2 separate regions of the Hordeum vulgare genome follow, and region 2 is linked to region 1. The links are chromatin contacts, called in public Hi-C maps. All regions are on one chromosome and are shown on one strand. Each heading gives the region's core, a stretch centred on a gene start, on an enhancer-like site or on the middle of the called end of the contact. The rest is flanking DNA. Distances are from core to core; before and after follow the strand shown.

Region 1 (4,467 bases), core at 999-3,498:
CCCCGGCGTGTCGGGCTGCCCAACGGGGGTGCCATTGCCTTGTTGCTCCTTGTTTCCTTGCTCGAACTGATGCCCGCCGCCATCCGCGGCGCCGCCAGACCCACCACCGCTCTCACCGCCACCGGCGCCACCAGAGCTGGCCGTCGGCTTCAAGTCCTCGAACGCGAATAGCAACCTGCTCGCCCTATCTTGCATCCCTTGCATCGCGGCGCTGGAGCCGTACCCCGCCGAGGAAGCCCCTCCCACCGGACCGTGCGCGTCCAGAGAGAAGCCCATCAAGCTCTGGGACTGCGACTGCGGCGGCGGCGGCGGCGCGCGGAACTCTCCGAGCGAGAACCCCGCGGCGCCGTAGTCTCCGGGCATCTGCATCGGCATCTGCAGCGGCATATAGCAGCCGGTGCTCCGGAGAAGCTCCATCGCGGAGAGCGCACCACTGGCCCGGGCGCCATTGCCCGCCATACCGCCGCCGCCCGGGTTGCACATGCTGCTGCTCTCCAGGCTCGGGAACGCCATGTAGTCGGCCTGCGCCTGCATCCCGCCTTGGTGGTGCGGGAACGCGAGGTTCAGGTCGTGCGCGGCGCCCTCGTGCGCCAGCTTCGGGTTCTTGTTTGGCGCCGCCCCGAGCATGGACGAGTTCGCGGCGGACGCGGTCGCCGAGGCGGCCGCCGACGCGGACGCGGAAGACGACGACGACGACCTCTTGTTCTTGCGGGAGCCGCCGCCGACGGGGACGTTGCGCAGCGAGCCGCCCTCGGTCCAGTACCGGCGGCACGTCTTGCAGAAGTAGCGCGGCTGCTGGAGGCTGTAGTTATTGTAGTAGCAGAACTTGGTGTTGGTGGAGTTGCACCGCGGGCAGTTGATCGCCTTCTCCTTCTGCGGCCGCGGCCGCCGCTCCGTGCTACCCGCCCCAACTCCGGAGACTGCCACTGCCATGGCCGGCGGGGCACCTCTCATGGCGCCCGCAGCCCCAGGCGCCGACGACGGCGCCTGCGCCGGTGCATTCGGATTGGACCCTTGCACCTGGTTGGCGCTCGGTGCTCCCATCAGCATCTCCTCCATGGGCTTCACCAGCCCTAGCCCCTGAGGATACAGATACACGCATAGTGCAGCACTTGATCAATCACAAGTTGAGAATAGACGATGATCAACACAAGACACTACTACATGCCAAGCCAGCTAACACCTAGAGCAAGCAAGAACAAAGTGAAGAAAAACAGCATGCGGTGAGCATGCACTGGTAAGGGGGGAGGCTGTGGCCTGTGGGGGTGGGGGTGTCAAGAATCTCTACGGTGCAACTAAGAACCAAGCAAAAGGATACAAAGGGGAGATTAGAGGCAGCAGGAAAGGCAAAGGAAAAGGTGATAAGGGGAAGAAGAAGAAAAGATGAAAGAGAAACACACCACCACACAAAAACACAACTTTGCTTGTGCTGTTGTAGGGTTGTAGTACTGCCACACATCACCAGGACATGGCTGCTCCTCTCCTCTTTTGATGCAAGGCAAGGAGAGAGAAGAAAAGCTATGAGAAAGGAAGGGGGGAGGTGAGGTGAGGGGATAAAAAGGATGATGGTGAGGAAAGGGGGATTAGAAAGAGGGGAAAAGAAAGGTGATGGTGTGTGCTTTCATGGATCGGATCAAAAGGGGGAGGGCAGCAGAGGATTAAAGCCAGCCACCGGGGGCTCACCTTCACCTTAAAGCCTATGGAGAAGAGAGAGGGGGGTGCTGATTATGCTCCAGATGCATAGATCTACACAAAGCATAACATATAAAGGAAGAACAAGACCCAAGAGGATACCCACACACAGAGAGATCATGGTCTCATCAAAGAAAGCGCGCACACACCAAGAACCATGACACGGAGAGGAGGATGAACAGACAGCGGCAAGATCAAGGGGAACAAAAGCCAAACTCACACAAAGAGATTTACCTGGGGCCAGTGGGCTGCATCCATGCAAGGACCTTGGCTAACCGCCCAAACAATTCTTGCTCCGGAAATCTGATGAAGACGAGGAGGAAGACGACGGCCGGCAGGACGACGAAGAGGAGCTCCTCTCCTGCTGCTTGCTTGCTTCCGGTGGATTTCTTGAGCGGAGGGGAGAGAGCAGGAGGAGGAAGGCGCTGCGGTTGGCCAGTGAGTGGAATTGTCCCTCCTATGTCTGCAACCCACATACGTTTTGCTCAAATAGCTAGGCTAGTAGTGGATTCCCTCTTCTTTTTTTTTAATATTTCCATATGCCTCTCACAGCTGCCGGAAACTCGGCAAGGGGAGGGGGGCTGGAGCGCAGATCGATCGATGCGCGACTGCGAGGGGAGGAAGCGGATGGGGAGGTGGAGGTGGAGGAGGAGGGGCTGCGTTCTTGCTCGATCGGAGGCCGGGGGCTGTGGGAGTGGGCGGTCAACCGGCCGAGATTCCATCGACCATTGTAAGGGAAGGCACCGCACGACGCAGCACCAAGGGAGGAAGCCCTGAGAATGGCGGTTTGGTGGGGGCCAAGCGCTCGCACGTGCCGGCAACACGGCGTTCTAAATTCCCCGGCCGTCACTGTGTGGTGCAACCTTTACTTCTTTTCCTTTCTATTACGCGACAGTGCACCTGCCCCTTTGTTTTCAGTCTACAGGATAATTCGTTTCAACGCCGCAGCGACCGAACCACCCATGTTGCCGTCGGCCGTGGCTACAAATTTTGTATACATGTGCATAAGAATTCTACCTCAAGAAACAAATTGTACTCGACCATATGCCTGTGAAGATTTATATGGCCAATTAAGATAGACTCTGTATTATAATTAGGAATGAAAACTATAAATATGCCACAAAACATCCCACCGTCGAATTTACCACGTTAGCGAGCACGTGGGATGAAGTGTTGAGAGGTTTTCTGCACCAGCCTTGCCCGAACCTTAATTTTCCACCATCGGTCAAAATTAGACCGTGTTTGCTCATCATGACTTCTTTTGAATTTAGGTTTTCATAACTCTAGTTTTTTTTAGAATCAATGGAAGATGATATCATGAGATTCCAATTTTATGTTGTTTTCTTTTTCGCATGCCCACTCTTCCAAATCAAACTTGCATGCATTCCATACGAACAAACTTGGGCTAAAGTAGTGGACTTCAATAACCGAATCTCACTTAAGCTGCAACGTTGTTGTGCGATACAATTGTCCTTGTGCCCCCATGTGTTTGAGGCCTACGTACGACGATCCTTCATATTTAGGGAGGGAAATCTGCATTCCTTCTCTGGTCAGGTCATCCCACTAAGGCCCTGTTTGATAACAAAGTAGTAAAAAAACTAAAGTATTAAAAACTGCAGTAATTTTACGTGTAGATAAAAAATACCATGATTTTAATATAACAATATTTTTTGCAGTATTCACAATATAGAGAAACCGTTTGATTACGCCACATATTACTGTAAAATTTATCAGTTATATATTTTGCTACACTTTCATACCTTTTTACACATATTTGGACTAACCTACTAACTCAGTGCACCCAGTGCCAGTTTCTGTCTGTTGATGTCTTTTTTTGCAGGGACTTTTACCCCAATTTACCGAGTCCCAAAAATTCCGAGAAAAATATATAAAAATCAGCGTGACGGAAGCTTCGAGAGCACCAAAGGTGGGCCAGAGGGGAGCCAGGCGTCGCCCAGGCGGCCTCCCTACGCGGCCTACCCCCTGGCCGTGCCCACATGCCGCCTGGGTGGGGCCCACCTCCTCTGGTGCCCTACTGTGGCTCCTATTTTTACCCCCGTGGAGGAAACGTTGATTCCGGAATCCTTTTCTCTAGAAGCAATTCTGATCTCCGCCGCCATCGCCAACAAGTTTCGGGGGACCAGAATTCCTGTGCCGGCACCTTGCCGGGACGGGGAAGTGCTCCCGGATTCATCTCCATGGACACTGCTTCCTCCCTCCATGAAGTGGGAGTAGTTCCTCCTCGGGGCTGAGGTCTTCTACAGTAGCTATGTGGTTAATTATCTCTCTCATGATGTGATCTTGATTGTGATCATGGGCTATGTTAATCTAGGGTGATCCCATGATGTTTCCCCTTCTTCTATGTATTGGATTGATGTACTAACTTGATCTTATCTAGTATAATCCCCGAGACCATGGTGACAACGGTCTATTGGACTTGGATTAGAAGAATGTTTTCATGAGTGATTTCCTCTTTTGTGAATTCATTGAAGATTGAGAGTCTCTTGGTGCTTGTCTTTGACTATCCTTGAGATACGTTGTGGTGATTGTGGTACTCTATTTGGATGGCCGCGGTGACATTGGGAAATCCATAGATGAGAACTACGAACTCTGAGGTGTGCTTTTGTAGCCCTACATAATTCTCGTCCTCTCTTGATCACAAAGGAATGACCTCCGAGTACGTCTTTATTGCATGTTTTACTGGAAATATTATGTGATTAGACTATGTTAATGTTGTTGGAAGTTGCCACTAGTTAAAGTATGAAGCCTAGGCCT
Region 2 (4,467 bases), core at 710-3,209, 160 kb after region 1:
TGCTAGCCATGGCGGCTTTCCTGCGTCCAATCGGCTGCACCGCGGCTAGTGGTCCGCCTCGTGTCCGGCTGCATCCACCGCACGAAAGGCCACATGAGTTTCCTGCCACCGGCGCCACATTTTTACCAGAAATTACAGCGTAAGCATGAAGTTACCATGGGACTGTGCCATACGGTGCTCCTACTGCAGCAACAGCTGGTGGTGGTGGTGGTAGGAGGAGGTACCAGTGCTACAATGTTGGAAAGAACAGTGTAGAAGACTCCTCCTCTGGCATATCCACAGTTTGGCAAGTGTATCATGTTTGCAAAGTAGCCGGCCAGCCCTCCACTTCCAGGTTGTATGTTTGCATATCATGACTGATGGATGGATACATTACAGCCATCTGAACCAATGAGGGACGAACAGTGTTGCATTCATATACGTACGTACGTACCTGTAGCCTAGCCTGGCCCCAGTGCGCTGCCTACCCTAATTATTTCCCGTAATGCAGCAGCTAATGGGCGTGCGCATCTGTATATCCGTGGGGACGGGATGAGCTAGTACACCAAGTTTGTTTACGCTTAAACGGGATTGCCTGATGATGATCTCGGATCTCACTGTACCAAACTGTGTCGATATTTTTTTTCTCCTTCACAATGCAAGATCCATGCATGCTAGCTACTCCCTCCGTTCCTAAATATAACACGTTTAAAATATTTTACTAGAAAATTACATACGGATGTATATATAAACATATTTTACAGTATAGATTCACTTATTTTGATCTGTATGTAGCTTTCTAGTGAAATCTTTAAAAACAGTGGTAGCTACCACCATGCATTGTTTATATTGTAATCTCTATTTAACACGTTTTTCCCAGATGATCCTGAGCTGTTTCATCATGACGGAGGACATTTGTAGAGTGCAACCTACTTGACTAACAGGTTGTTGGGTAACTAACTATCTTTAGAGCTATCTCGCAAAAAATAAAAACTATCTTTAGAACTCTTGGGTAGTGGGCAGCATGCAGGGGCAGGTGCAATATCAAAGGCCGACGTATATAAAACTTGGTGTGCTAGTGCTAGTGCTAGCATGGTCGAAAGATTTGGCGCGGGATCACTGAAATCCAGCACGCAGATCCAACACCAACGTCCGCCTAATTTGCCAGCCGATCCCATCGCGCGGGATAAGTGGCCAACTTTTTACGACAAGAAGTACGCCATGCATGTGTTGCATGCGGGCTCCAGATCACCTCCTTGTTCTTCTTCTTGTTCTTGGCCCCTTGCGCCTTGCGGGCAGACCACTATGCTGTGCCTGCATAGGGCAAACAGCTACTCAGGCTTATCATTGACCGATTCAAACAGAACAGGGAGACAGGAGTTCCAAGAATCGCACTGTAATACTCCCATATACTAGTATGTACGCACGTGCGATGCACGTTAACATAAGCGCTTTTGGTGAAAGAAAAACATCATTAGGCTATGCTGTAAATAGATTTGCAGAATAATACACTATATGTATGAATGCAACAAGGAATATTATCATTGTAAAAAAGAAATATTAGAGGAGTGTAATTCCTATTGATTGGTGATAGAGTTGTAATAAAAAACAAAGGAAAATAACCAGCAGGGTCCAGAATCATTAATTGTTTAATTTAAGTTTTTTTCTCTTTCTAGAACCATCTCAAGCCGCTCAGCATGTCCTCTACTGACCGCAGCATTGCCTGAGCGGCATGCACCTTTTTATAATGCGTTGGTTCTGGAATACATTGGAGGGAGCTGATTGGTACTGTTCATGCGAATTCCATTGCTTTGAACCGTTAGATTGAGGATACCAACGATCAGGATTCATGCTCTGGATCCATTCAAAATCGATACACTATATAATGGTATAGATATAGATAAATCAGTGGTTAAGACAGTAATAAGCAGAGTATGAAACGCCGAGAGGAGGTCCCCGTCTCATGTCAACTCCACGCGGCAACCAGACGTGGGCCGCACGCACGCAGCCGGATGGACGCTCCCGCTCGCAAGAATCCAACGCCCCTGATATATCCGTGATCCGCCGGGAATGGAATTCCACGATCCTCTCGGCTTCACGGGCAGGCAGGCCGACTGCAGCTTTCAATCAATCGAACCCCCATCCTAGTTTAATTTTAATAGCACGTCGCTCGCGACATCTCACAGAGCACCCTTTACAAGTGAAGTGATTATTAGTAGTAGAAAATCGGTCATCGGGCATGCCCGCTCACCACACACTTCGTCCTCTTCCTCCTCCCCGCTCTCGCTTTTGTTGGCCTTGTCTCTAGCTGCTTGGGGCGTTGCGATCCAGGAGAATATTTGGGGTCTCCCGTGGCAGCAACTTGCGGAATGATCGAACTGGGAACGGGACAACGGCGCGTTTTGTTCTCTTCCTGTCCCGATCCCGTTGGGACGTACCGACGTACGTATGCTGCTATAAAACTGGCGTTTGGTCACGCGTGACCGTCGAACCGCAGTCAAGCTGGTTTCATGAAGATGGGATACTCACAAGGCCGGTTCCGAACAAAAGATGTGGGAGCCGCCGTCGCCGTGGCATGGATTGATGATGCATCGGCCCATTTTTTGTTTGAATAAATAAGTGATCTGCTGAAGCAGTACGGGCGTGTTTGGTTAGTTGCATCGATTTTTTATTTTCTGATTTGCCACGCTTAGAAGAAACATCCTAAAAATCGTCACTCTACATAGTTTACTTGTCTGCATCTAGGCTAGATGCACGAGGAAACTAATTTTGATCCGGCGTTTGATTAATCGCGTTGCAGTAAACGCGGACAGGACATACTGTTTGATTGCAACCCGCACAAGGTGTTGTCATCATTTTTTACTAATGGAGACCTTACCACACACGATCTGAACATAGATTCATTCCTAACTACAAAACAAGTTACAATTCATTCTAGATATAATCAAATGGAGTACACATTATTAAGAGTCATATGGCAGAATAGGAAAAAGTTCATAATCGGTACTAACTAGATTGAAGTCCATCTTCTTCATCTTCATCTTCTTCTGTTGCTGCTTCTTCCACTTCCTCTGCTGATGCTCTTCATCTTCTTCTTCGGATCCTTGTCTTACCCCCATTATCTCACATTGTTTGTGCCCACTCCATCCTTTTGTTTATTTAGTTTTCGTTGTCAAATGCCTCCACACCATGGTCGCAGCTAACAACATCGCACGCGTCACATCTTCCTCGTCGGACACTAGTTCATCACAAGGCCATTGCATGATCCAGTTATGCAGAATGCGACAAGCAAGAAGAAGCTTAACCCGAGTGTGGAAAATGTGCATGGCTTCTGATATAGGATCTTAAACCTGTTCTTTAGAGCTCCAAAGACCCTCTCAATAGTAACTCTAAGGCTGGAGTGCCTGAGATTGAATAGCTTGTGTGGAGTCCTACGATAGTTCCTACCAGAGGAGTCGTTCAGATGGTGTTGGAGATATGCCCCAGAGGCAATCATGTGATGATTTCATTTCCTGTGTATTCATTAATATTTTGTATTGTCCTTGCGCATCATCGGTGATATGTACCAATAAGTATGTGACTTATTTGTGAGACTATATATGTATGATGATTGTTCTAATAGTCCCTAGTTGTTAAGGTTATGCGGACACATATCCTTTGCTAGTATACAATTCATGTGCATAGAGATGCTTGATGACCCATAAGCATGGGGGATCAATCGTAGTCCTTTCGATAAGTAAGAGTGTCGAACCCAACGAGGAGCAGAAGGGAATGACAAGTGGTTTTCAGCAAGGTAATTTATGAAAGCACTGAAATAGCGGTAACCAGTTGTTTGATAAAAAGATAATTTTAACAAGTAACGAGTAGCAATAGTAACAATAAGTGCAGCAAGGAAGCCCAATCCTTTTGTGGCAAAGGACAGGCCGTAACGGTTTCTTATAATAGGCAAAGCGTTCTTGAGGACACACGAGAATTTCATCTAGTCATTTTCGTCATGTCGGGTTGATTTGCGTTCGGTACTTTGATAATTTGATATGTGTGTGGACCAGTGCTTGGGTGATGTTCTTACTTGAACAAGCCTCCCACTTTTGATTAACCCTCCCGCAAGCATCCGCAGCTACGAGAAAAGTATTAAGAATAGATTCTAACCATAGCATTAAACATGGGGATCCAAGTCAGCCCATTATGAAATAACGCATAAACTAGGGTTTAAGTTTATGTCACTCTCGCAACCCATCATCTAATGACTACTCCACAACACATTCCCTTGGTCCCAAAGATGGTGAAGTGTTATGTAGTCGACGTTCACATAACACCACTAAGGGAATCACACCATTTATCATCAAAATAACGAACGAATATCAACTTCACATGACTACTTGCAACATGACTTCTTGCATGCTCAGGATCAGAGAGGTATTAAATAGCATATTGGATATGTACATATGATCTTCCATCAAATAAACCACAAAGCATCAACTACAAGAT

Evidence for each region. Hi-C and Micro-C count contacts between places; a contact is called where the count stands out from the background.
Region 2: a Hi-C map of leaf shows a contact between it and region 1, with 2.7 times the contacts expected there. The contact joins the enhancer-like site here to the promoter of LOC123427480 in region 1. A contact is called at or near these places in 3 of 6 Hi-C or Micro-C datasets (leaf and seedling) and 1 of 1 datasets of contacts at active chromatin or transcription factors (embryo).

Annotation. Positions count from the first base shown.
Region 1 is chr2H:587,286,882-587,291,348 of MorexV3_pseudomolecules_assembly, forward strand. It overlaps LOC123427480 (dof zinc finger protein 1-like), which reads right to left and starts at 2,249. Exons shown (of 2, transcript XM_045111538.1): 1 at 1,927-2,249; 2 at 1-1,080. The coding sequence starts at 1,950. LOC123427481 (a long non-coding RNA gene) reads left to right here and starts at 2,039. Exons shown (of 2, transcript XR_006622402.1): 1 at 2,039-2,130; 2 at 2,245-2,812.
Region 2 is chr2H:587,451,747-587,456,213 of MorexV3_pseudomolecules_assembly, forward strand. No RefSeq gene overlaps it. Among protein-coding and RNA genes, the nearest start is that of LOC123427482, 110 kb to the right of the region's middle. Within about 2 kb of position 1,960, at least 3 of the 3 cell types and tissues checked have open chromatin away from gene starts, as enhancers often do. A contact at or near this core is called in leaf and seedling, where this site is marked.